Linked DNA regions of Mus musculus: all the other regions are linked to region 1. The links are chromatin contacts, called in public targeted proximity ligation maps. All regions are on one chromosome and are shown on one strand. The core of a region is the stretch at or near the end of the contact, and the rest is flanking DNA. Distances in the headings are between cores, read along the strand shown.

Evidence for each region.
Region 2: a contact with region 1 is called in a targeted proximity ligation map of pancreatic cancer cells. A contact is called at or near these places in 5 of 39 promoter capture datasets (the C10 cell line, embryonic stem cells, macrophages and 2 more), 13 of 484 Hi-C or Micro-C datasets (B cells, CD8 T cells, the G1E-ER4 cell line and 9 more), 9 of 130 datasets of targeted methods (CD8 T cells, the NIH/3T3 cell line, embryonic stem cells and 4 more) and 3 of 9 other capture datasets (adipose tissue, liver and pancreatic islet).
Region 3: a contact with region 1 is called in a targeted proximity ligation map of intestinal crypt epithelium, with 10 read pairs. A contact is called at or near these places in 1 of 39 promoter capture datasets (liver), 4 of 484 Hi-C or Micro-C datasets (liver and nephron progenitors), 3 of 130 datasets of targeted methods (embryonic stem cells, intestinal crypt epithelium and intestinal villus epithelium) and 2 of 9 other capture datasets (adipose tissue and pancreatic islet).
Region 4: a contact with region 1 is called in a targeted proximity ligation map of pancreatic cancer cells. A contact is called at or near these places in 1 of 39 promoter capture datasets (macrophages), 3 of 484 Hi-C or Micro-C datasets (the G1E-ER4 cell line, Th1 cells and erythroblasts), 4 of 130 datasets of targeted methods (CD8 T cells, embryonic stem cells, microglia and 1 more) and 3 of 9 other capture datasets (adipose tissue, liver and pancreatic islet).

Annotation. Positions count from the first base shown.
Region 1 is chr19:17,392,712-17,395,418 of GRCm38.p6, reverse strand. Rfk (riboflavin kinase) reads right to left here and starts at 1,376. Exons shown (of 4, transcript NM_019437.3): 1 at 1,027-1,376; 2 at 70-221. The coding sequence starts at 1,108.
Region 2 is chr19:17,355,225-17,357,924 of GRCm38.p6, reverse strand. Gcnt1 (glucosaminyl (N-acetyl) transferase 1, core 2) reads left to right here and starts at 1,258. Exons shown (of 3, transcript NM_173442.5): 1 at 1,258-1,368.
Region 3 is chr19:17,442,437-17,445,136 of GRCm38.p6, reverse strand. The region is part of intron 35 of Pcsk5 (proprotein convertase subtilisin/kexin type 5); the gene reads left to right. Among named protein-coding and RNA genes, the nearest start is that of Rfk, 50 kb to the right of the region's middle.
Region 4 is chr19:17,333,777-17,336,548 of GRCm38.p6, reverse strand. All of the region lies in intron 1 of Gcnt1 (glucosaminyl (N-acetyl) transferase 1, core 2), which reads left to right. Among named protein-coding and RNA genes, the nearest start is that of Gcnt1, 22 kb to the left of the region's middle.

The sequences.
Region 1 (2,707 bases), core at 127-2,626:
TCTATAACTGTGAAACCCTTAAGCTGAGGGGTTCTGTGTGCATTTAAAAGAGCAAGATGTGACTCTTACCATGGACTTTTTCACATTCTTATAGTACGGGTTCCATCCAATGCTCACCACCATTTTATGGACATCGCCGCTCCCAACGCTGGCCCAACCATAATAAATGCCAGTAGACACATCAGCTGGAAGATTGTCCACCACTTGTTCAGGAAAATTGGCTAAATAGAAGTAAACAGATATTCATTGCTACAAGATTCACATTAAACATTGATTAAAAACATATTAAAACGTTAACTTGAATCATTACACTCCCAGGATCTTTCTGTTTTCCAACCTTCCACATTCCGACTTGAATTTCTTCTCTTCAGACAGCACAGGTTACAAGTGAGGCACAAAGCAAGTGTATAAATCTCTTCCCTCCACCCCAAAAAGCCACACGAAAATGCCCAAGTGGAAACAAAGACACGAAATAAACACAGAGGTTTATCGTAAATTACCCATGTAGTCCTCCACTTGGGAGGCTACGAGAGATCCCCTGAGAGATCCCCAGAGCTCAGGGAGTAGGAGGAAGCCTTTGGAAACAGAGCGAGACCCTATCTGTTTGAATTAAAACAAGCAAAAGTCCCTGCTTTTTCCTAGTAACGCCCCTAAGTAGGCTGAGTCACTTTAAAAGATTCTTATTTTCAAAAAACACAACCCCAAATCCCCAATTCAAAGATTGACTTAATAGGTCAAGGCACAGCCCAAGGCATCAATTTTAAGAATGGACAATCAAGTCTTGATTACTAAAACTTACGTAGTCAGACCAAATAAACGTCGGCTCTCATAGAACTACCCGTGTTGTCATTGATCACTACACAGTAGCATCATTAGAATGGAACTTTCAACAGCTTGAGAGTTCGGCCAATCCAACCTGCGGTGCCTTCCCGGACGGGGCTGCGCAGCTCGTCGCTAGCGGCAGGAGCGCGGCTGCCGGGTCCCCTGCCCACGGCCTAGAGCTCCACGGCCCCGCGACGCGCTCACCTGTGGGGATGCCCAGTTGCTTGGAGCCGCGGCCGAAGCCACGCACCACCTGGCCGCGGCAGAAGAACGGCAGGCTCCTCATGACGCTGACCTCGGAGGACGCGGGCTGCTCCTCGCTCCGTGCCTGCGACGGAGCCGCCGTGAGTGCGGCGCCGGGGCCCGGACCAGCCGGGGGATCCCGCGGGAGCTGGGCCGGCGGAGCGAGACACCTGCCGCGACCAGTGCCTGCCCGCAGGATAGCACCCAGCCGTCAGATCCCAGCGGCCGCTCGGCCGGAACTACGACAACCGCGGCGAATGCACAGGTCTGCGGCCCAGGCGACCGGCCTGCTCGGCTTCCGTTGCTCTCCCGCCGTAGCCCCGCCCCCGCCGTTGCGGACCCGCCCAGAAGCCGCGCCCCGCTCGCCGACATCGTAGTGCGGACCGTCCTCACCTCCTGCGGCTGAGGCCCCGCCCTCGCCTCTGTGGCCCCGCCCTCACCCATAGCCCAGCCTCTAATTGTCGCCTTTTCAGCTTCTGAGTTTGGGCTTTGCTGAAATAAGCGTTGCTCACAAGATAACTTAAGTTGTTCTTTTCCTCCACAATTTTGAATAAAATTCTGCCCAATCTTTGCAATCACTTTCTTTTCCCTTACTCGTATGTAACTCTGAGAATGTTCAGCTGATCTTAAAAAATGTTTTCTCTATGTTGGGAACATTCTTGATAACGTTTCATTTCCTTGACTCTAGTATACTAACACAAAACAGGTATTTGTAACTGACTGTGAACAATCAGTTGAGAGAACTCACTGCCTTCAGACCAGCATAAAACAAATATGTGTTGAAAGAACAAAGCACACTACCAAGGTGCTAGGGAATTAACGGGAAGGAAACTGTAACCCCGGGCCCCATAGGACACTCGCCCAGTAAACACTCTAACAGAAGTCTTTAGAAAAGTTTAAATGACTGTGGCTGCAAGCTCACGCTAGCCCTAGATAAACTAGAATTTGAATGCAGACCCTGCTTCCTTGAGCAGCCAATATATGAGAACTACTTAAATGGGAGGATCTGTGCGAGGGGATACTGGGAGAAGGGAGCGCTGCTATTGGGACGTAAGGTGAATAAATACTTTTTTTTAAACAGAAAAAGAAAACTACTTAACAGGTTGCCTGGCAATATTAAAAGTGTGAGCCAGGCATGGTGGTGCATACTTATAATGCCAGGAGTCAGATGCAGAGACCACGGGCTACAGAGACCTAAGAAACTAAGAATGTAATCACTTACCTGCTTAGGGGGGGGCGGTTTCTTTTTTCTTTGTTTGTTGAAGGTGGTGGTAATTGGATACCGGCTCTATTCCAGACTGGCCTGGAGCTCACAACTCTGTCTCAGCCCTTCTGTGTACTGAGATTATAGGCATGCACTAACACAACTGGGTAAGAATGTTTTTAGTGCTGTCTTCCAGGTGTCTTTCATTCCAAATAGTTGATATGTTAGAATGGTAGTTTTCAGTTTCTTCATCACCAGTGACAAAGCACACAGGGAGGTGAGAACCAGATACATCATGCTGGGTTTTATACCACCAAGTCCACGCTCTAAGGGAGTGAGAGAACTGAGATAAAATGAGGAATAAAGATAGATGGTTTTGTATTTCTTTTGGTTTGGTTTTTCAAGACAGGGGTTCCCCGTACAGCGCTGGCTGTCCTG
Region 2 (2,700 bases), core at 9-2,508, 37 kb after region 1:
AATTTCTACCACCCGCAGGGAGACTCACAGCCATCTGTAACTCCAGTTTGAGAGGACCAATGGCCTCAGAGGGCACTGTATGCATGTGATGAACATACAGACACACAACACATCCATGCACATAAAATAATAATGGAATTAAACTTAGAATGCATTATAACATTACTTTTCTGCATAAAATTAGAGCAAGAGAGCGAAAACTGTCACTGGAGGGGAAATCTCTTAAGGAAAGGGTCGAGGTTGAAGGAAGGAATCATTAACTCCCAGTTCATTGTTTCTGCAGGTGGCCAGAGCTGATGTTGCTTTCCCCTGGAAGACTCCAGGGAAAGGGGGAGGGGCAGGGAACAGGGACAAGGCAAACAAAGCAATCTTCCAAGAGTCAACCCCTAGAATAGAAGAGAGGAAGGGGCCAAGCTTAGCAGAAAGGACACATGGGGCTGGAGTTGGCATGAACTGGGGTGTTATTGTTCCACTCAGTAGACACCACTATCTCCTGTTCTGTTCTGTTGCGGGCAGTCCTTGGGGCAACCTCTTCAGATCTACAGCCCAAGAGGGTGAATTTCACAGATTGGTGCTTCCAAGACAGCTCAGCCTTGCTTTCTACACTCCCACGGATAATGTCTTCTATCCTTGAGGGGCACTAAGCATGCTCACCTGAGACCCACATGCTTGCAAACTTGTAGTTTCTCTAATCTGTATATTTGTGTATTGTTTACTATGTAAAGCATAACGTGTAAAGTGAGTTAGTACTACGAATTAAAGTGCGAAAGAGGAACCAGCTTTCAAGTAAAATCAGGATTACTTGGCAAGCTGCAACCAAAAAACTGACATTGCTTGTGAATATATTGGTTATTCAATAAATTCTGACATTCTGGTAACACAAAATGAGATACAAGGTTTATCTAGAAAATGATAAGGCATGGGCGACTCTAAAGTTGATGCAGTATAAACACGTTGGGCATTTTAACTTTTTACTTATTTTTAAGATCAGACAGGACAACAGTTGGCACATTTCCTGCTTCAGAGGAAGAAGACATAAAAGTTCTTAAAAGATCCCATCCAGGTAGCTTGTCCTTGGCCCAGAGAACCAAGAATTCTTAGGAAGCAAGAGGAAGTTTGGATTCTAGTTTTCTTCCCGGACAACTGCAACTCCCAGAGGGCGCCCTCACCTCGAGCGGTGGCCGCAGGTGGGCGAAGTGGAACCGGGGGCGTGGTCTTAAGGGTGGGCCTGGGGGCGTGGTCTCGAGGGTGGGTCCTAGGGCGTGGCGCTGGCTCGGAGGTCTGGAGCGCAGAAGGCTGAGCGCGCCAGTATCCGCTTGGCGAGCCGATCCAGCACTGTTTCGTGCGCCCTGCAGGCACAGGCTCCAGGTAACCTAGGCTGGGCCAGCGGTGGGGTTGCCCGGCAGAGTTGGACAGCACCGAACCGGATCTAACGGGCGGGACGGGCTGCACCAAGGAGGCAGTGGTGCTGGAGCAGGGAGAGGGCGCTTGGTTCGGGAACCCGGCTAGGATGGAGCAGGAGTCCTCTTAGCACTCTCCTTCCGGTCCTTCGGTGGGACGCGGATACACACGTGGCATCTAGAAGTCACTTTCTGACCACTCTTTCCCGGACTGGTGCAATGAGTGAGGGCTTAGAAATCAGGGTTGGTTGCAGGCATGAAAAGTAGAGACGAACGGTGTCTTGGGCGCCAAAGACTTAAACTTCGTAAGGCCACAGGCCAGTGTAGAGACGTTTGTGACTCCCTGTTAGAGCGCCGACCGAGAAGCCGACGCTGGGGCAGAGAATGACTACTTTAGGGTGATTGCAAACAGACTGGCCAGTTTGGGGTCCAAGCAGTCGCCGCTCTTCCTCTTGCCTTGGGCTGCAGGTCTGTTACAAAAACGGGTAATTCTTCTTAGACATGTTAGTTCTTTAGTTTTTGCTTTTTCTTGGGTTATTACTTTTTCTTTTCTTTTTTTTTTCTGCCTTCCTCCCTCCCTCCTTCATTCCTTCTCTCTTTCATGTGGCTTCGAACTCAAAGAGATCTTCCTGCTTCTGTCTACCAAGGTTAAAGATGAGCGCCATCACACCTCAAGAGTGAGAAGAAGTCCATCTCATGCGCATAGCTGCTCCCAGTCTTAGTTCTTTCAGTGCAGAATAAAAAAATGCAACCCCTTTCCCCGTGCAACTGTGGAGGATCCTCCAGTGGAGGATCCGAGCTTGGCTCTGCAAAAAAAAACAAGTGTCAGCTTGGTGTGTACTCTTTATCTTTCCTTTTCGCTGCAGAAGAGAACTGCTTTGTTACAAATAATGGAGCTAGAGGCAAACTGGTAGGTAGGAGGTAGTGTTCAGAGAGAGCACTGGTGCGTTGACTTGAGAAGGAGGGTGGGTGGGGCTGTGACCTGAATTTGGTGAGTGGTGGTGGGGGAGCAATATGATTTCTTCCTCTGGCCTGCTGCCCCTATTTAGAGCTGTTCTGAAAGGCGGGTTTGTCTTCTGGAAAGGAAGAGGAGGGGTAGACAGTTTTGTTTTGTTTTGTTTTGTTTTAAAGATCAGAGTAAATTATCTGTTAGTAGACAGGGACCCCTCTGCAGAGGATTGGAAGAAGGTTTCAGTTCTGGAAAGATGGAAAGCTACAGGTATCTCTGCTTTCCTTTTTCCTTCCTTCTTCCTTCTTTCCTTCCTTCCATCTTCCTTTCTTTTTCAGGTTTTAAAGGGAG
Region 3 (2,700 bases), core at 182-2,681, 50 kb before region 1:
AAAATAGGTGAGTCAAATCTTTTCTCTGTTCAGATCACATTAACTTCAATCTTAATTTTTATTTCAAATATTCTAGAGGCAAGAACGACCCACAGTTATACAGAGCCACTCAGCAGCCACCTAATATGCCATTCTCTCCCAAGATGCTGAGATATAGCTCTCCTTCCTTAAGAACAAAACCACAGGTAGATTTCTGAGTTCGAGGCCAGCCTGGTCTACAAAGTGAGTTCCAGGACAGCCAGGGCTACACAGAGAAACCATGTCTCGGGGAAAACAAAAACAAAACCACGGGACTTTGAGGCCCAGCTTGAGCATCGTCTCTAAAGCGCTAGTCTTGGTCCTCCTGGCAGGCTTCTTCCTCCATCCCTGTTCTGTAACTCAGTGCTTCACTGAAGCTTTCATGCGACTTTTCTCCAGTACTGATTATTAAACTTAGGGCCTTCCATATGCTAGGCAAGAACACTTGCCTCTCCTATAAAGCTATATTCCCAGCCTTACGTTACATCTTAATTAAATATGGCCATCTCTCCAACTGTGAGCCCCCCCCCCCAGCAAGAGCAAGGATTATATGACATTCATTTTTTAGCCCTGCTCCCGCTTTTTCTTACAATGCTTGATGAGTGCTCTCTAAGTGTTGAATAAGAAATGAATGTATAGGAGGTGGTAAATAATTCCTTTTTTTACAAATTGGAAAATGCTCAGCTCCAAATGTTTTTTGTTGTTGTTGTTGTTGCTAAAGATAGCCTTGCATGTTTTATTTTCCTGCATCCACTTCCCAAATTGCTGGAATTGCAGGCCTCTGCCACCATAGCCAGTTTCGGAGGTGATGGAGACTGAACCCAGGCTTTGCACATACTAAGCAAGCACGACGAGAGCTCACCTCTGTCCCTGGGCCGGTGGTTGATTTTCTTCGCTTTCTTTTATCTGTGTACTTTTGAATGTTCGGCTTCAGCTCATTGTGAATGAGAGCATTAGATTTGGGATCTTACTCTCTGTCTCTTCCCTCATCCTTATGATTTTTGTTTGCTCGTTTTGCATCTCTCTATGCAACTGGCTGTCCTAGAATTTGCTATGTAGACCAGGAAACGTCCTTACTTCTTCAAATCTGTTTTTCTATGTACTCTACCCATCTCTCCCACCAGAAACTCTATCCAAACTAGGATGGGCCATTCTTCCCCTGAGGTGACAATCTTGGCAGTACAGAGCTCAACAAGAGGGCTTGTCTGTTACAGCAGGGTGCCGCCCTAACTCCTGCTTAAACTTTGAGCCCTGGCTCTGGTTCCAGTATCTTGAGAAACACTTAGCTCCTGTTACAGTTGGGCTTATATCTGCCACTGCCCACTTCCTGCCCTGGGCAGAGCAGGCAGGTGCTTGATCTTGACTGTCCCTGTGTCCTACCCATCTCATGAATTGGCAGAGACAGGTAGCTGGCCCTGACACCGTGTACTCCCCGCTTCCTGTCCTGCGCAGAGCAGACAAGGGCTTGACCCTGACACCGTTCGGGTGTGTTTGCTTTTTGGATCGAAGAGACTTCATCTAGACAGTTTAGTCAAATCTCTTTCTCTTGCTTTCTCTGATACTTGTTTTCCCATCTCAGTATGCTTAGAATGTATCGAACTATATCAGAACCTGAATTTACATACGGTTTTTATTTATTTTTGAGACAAGGTCTTAATACATAGCTCTGGCTGACCTGGAATTCACTCACTCACCATATATGCCAAACCGGCCTTGAACCCACACAGGAGATATGCCTGCCTCTGCCTCCTGAGTGCTTGATTGGATTAAAAGTGTGTACTACCATGCTCAGCAATGCATTTTTATTTTATTTGTATGGGTGTTTTGCCTGCGTGTATGCATGCCAGTACACAAAGTGCATTCAGTGCCCACAGAGGCTAGAGAGGGCAGAAGATACCCAGGAACTGGAGTCACAAATGGTTGGGAGCAATGAAGTGGGTGCGGAGAGTCAAATCCCCCTCCTCTAGAAGAGCGGCCACTGTTCTTAAGTACTGAGCCATCTTTCCAGTTCCATGTTTAATTTTTGGATGTATGTGTGTTATTAAGGGATAAACATTTTCTTAGAACATTGTGTACTAAATGGTTGCCCAACCTCACTTTGCTAATTCAAAAGTCTTGAGTTATTTAGAAGTCTTAGAGGCCAGGATGCCTAACACCTGGGCCAAACAAAGGCCAATCTGATCGAGTTTGCGGTTTTTGTGTGTGAATGTTTGTATTTTTGTTTCTCACCCCCACCCATCCTGTGGTGTGTGTGTGTGTGTGTGTGTGTGTGTGTGTGTGCTATGTAGACCAGGCTGGTCTTGACCTCACAAATCCTCCTACCTTAGCCTCCCTAATGCTGAAATTACAAATGACCACCACCACACCCAGCCATTATCATCGTTGTCTCCATGCATATGGGTCTACTTCTAAATAATGGTTTTAATGACTCCATTCCTCCACACATCAAATTCCTAGCTGAATATTTCGTTAGATTTTCAACAGACACCCCAAACCTCTCACTGTGTTCTCAGACCACTTTTTCCTGTTTCTTGCCTTGACGAATGGCTTTATTAGGCTCCCTCCTGCCTGACACAGTAACCTGACAGGATCCTTTTCTCTTCTTGATCTCTAGGTCTCCTCAGTTTGTCTCTAAGTCACGTGACATCTTAAATACCTCCCCTCTCTTAGTCATTAGTGTCA
Region 4 (2,772 bases), core at 224-2,723, 59 kb after region 1:
GTTCTACTAACCTATTGCTGTAGGAAAACCGCCTCGACTGCAGCCCCGTCTGTTTTATTCTTCATTCACACGCTCCAGGGTTCAGTTAAGACCATGGTGACAGTGATAGTCATCTGATGATTTATCCATTTGCTTCTGACACCTGTAACAACTGGAGCTGATGGCTGGGGTCCCACGCTCTGATTTCTTCCTTTTCTTCTTCTCATAGCATGGAATCCATTTTGAAAGAAGATTCTGGAGAAACTGCCCATTTTCCAAGGCAGCGGGATGGAAGCTGCATGTTCCTACATGGGCTGACATCGGTGCTCAGTATCATTCCTGCCAAACTCTATTGGTCAACATAGTCAATTGTGTGTGGGGGGGGGAGTTTGCAGGGATAACTGTGGGCTGACAAAGTCACTTATGGAAGACCATAGGATAGTACTGTTCTAGCAGCCTTCTGACAATATAATCTACCTCACAGTTTTTGTTTTCCAACTTTCCTTGTTTGTTTAAGGTTTGTGTGTGTGTGTGTGTGTGTGTGTGTGTGTGTGTGTGTGTGTGTATACCTCCTGCATGAGTCGTGGTGCATGTGTGGAGGTCAGCAGTTTTCTCCTCCCACCATGTGCCAGGGGACCAGGGATTGTCGAGCTTGGTAGTGCACACCTTTATCTGCCGTGTCTTCTCACTAACCCTATCATCTATTTATTTTTTGAGGAGAGAGGATGCTGACTGTAGTTTTCTGCTTCCTAAAGTCTTTTTCCTTTGAGGTGTTCACTGTTAAGAGAAATATTTTAAGTCTCATTGTCTATAAATCTAGATTTCCCAGTAAATAAACTGCCTTGCATTGGTAACCAAATTTCCAGGCACTGATAGGGCAAACACATGAGCTAGAATGAGATCTATTCCACGTGCTTGGGCCCCTCTGGCTTTTGCTGGGGAGCCTACACATCTTTCCTGAGGCACTTCTGCAAAAAGGAAACCTTGGATCTTGGCCAGGCTTGAGATCGAAGTGTTTTATAAACAGCTTCCAAACCTCTTGAAAGGTGCACCAGCCTCCACCAATCCCTGAACCTTTTGAAGACCCATAGCGTAAATATTGCTCGTCCTTTCTGTCTGCTGTGGCTGGGATTCACCCCGGCATGGTATATTTGTTATAACTAATATAACTCCACCCCCACCCTTTTCTTCAACACTGAGGATTAAACCCGCGCCTCATGGATACCGGACAAGTGCTCAACTGGTGAGCTTGCACCCTGATGCTGATCATCCCCAGGGGTTGTGTAATGTCTCTTAGCCACAATGACATGGGGAAATGTCTCTGGTTGTTAACAAGGCGCACTTACTTGTCCTCCCCACTTCTTCCACACCTCTGACAAATATTGATCTTAGTACTCTCTCTAAAGTTTTTTTCTTTTCCAGAACACCAAGCACTTGGCATGACTCAGTTTGTAATCTCTTCCAAGTGGTTTCTTTCTGTGGCGCTGAGATAACCAACTTCCTTTAGTCAATCCGTCATGTGTCGCTGTTGCGTGTATGTTAGCCAGCAAGTGAGGCTGGCTCTCTGAGGAGGCGCCTCCTGTGAATGCACTCTTAGAACATCTTCTTTGTTCCCAGCCAACACTTGCTAAGCATGTCCAGAAGTGCTCCGGCCACCACTGTTGTCTCCATGACCTTACACTGAGCCTAGGAATGATCCCACCCAAACATCAGTTGTATAGGCTCCCTGCTTAAGACGCTCACACTGTGGGAACTATTGCTGAGCTCAGCTTAACTGTGACAGGAACGTCCTCTCCAGGTCTTTATGTCTTGGCTGTGCGTATTTCCACTTTACAGTCTCTGAGCTGTGAACTCATTGCTCTTAGTTATGGTATACCTCAGTATGTTTATCTATTTACTTACCGAAGCACAGCGTATGTCCAAATTTTGGCAATTTTGAATACAGCTTTTCGATCATTATTAAACATTTCTTTCCATGTCCTTCTTTCTTTGTTCTTTTCTTCTGGGAGTCCCCTACCCACATTTCCAGACACTTGCTTTTCATGTTGTCACTTGGGTCTCATAGACTCACTGTGCCATGCTTTTTTTTACTGCCAGTCTCAATGTCTCAATTTGGTTAGCTATCTCATAATTTTGTTTAATTCTTAAGTTGTTTGAATGGATGTATAGTAGTTATTTAGTCTGTTTTGTTTGAATGGATGTATAGTAGTTATTTAGTCTGTTTTGTTTGAATGGATGGATAGTAGTTAGTCGCTTAAGACAAGTGCCTAATTGCTTTTGGGGATAGGATTGACCATTTTCCCCCTATGTATGGGGCAAAGTTTTGGGTTTCTTTTCATGTCTTGTGTTTGTTGTTGTAGCTGTGCATTTTGTGATATAGTGTTGACTCTGGAAATCGGATTTATTTAGTGCCTTTTTTTTTGAAAGAGGTTCGTATTGTTGTGAGAAGCCACTCAAGTCTCTAATCAGCTCTGTAATCCCAGCACCCTAGAGACAAAGGCTGGAGGATTACAGATTCACAGGACTTGGTTGCACAGTGAGACTTTGCCTCAGAAAGAGAAAAGGAAAGGGGGAAGTCTCTGTCCAGTTAACTTCCTGATCTGCTAATGACTGCTCTTTTTCTTCTTCCCGAAACTAAAAAGGGGCAAGGGTTACTTAGAGGAATATTGGTTATTGTTGATATTTTTAAGTTAATATTTATTTTATCTTTAGTTATGTCTATTGTGTATGGTTGTGTGTGAATATGGAGCCTGACCCAGTTGGCATGGTTGCTGGGAACCAAACAAATCAGCT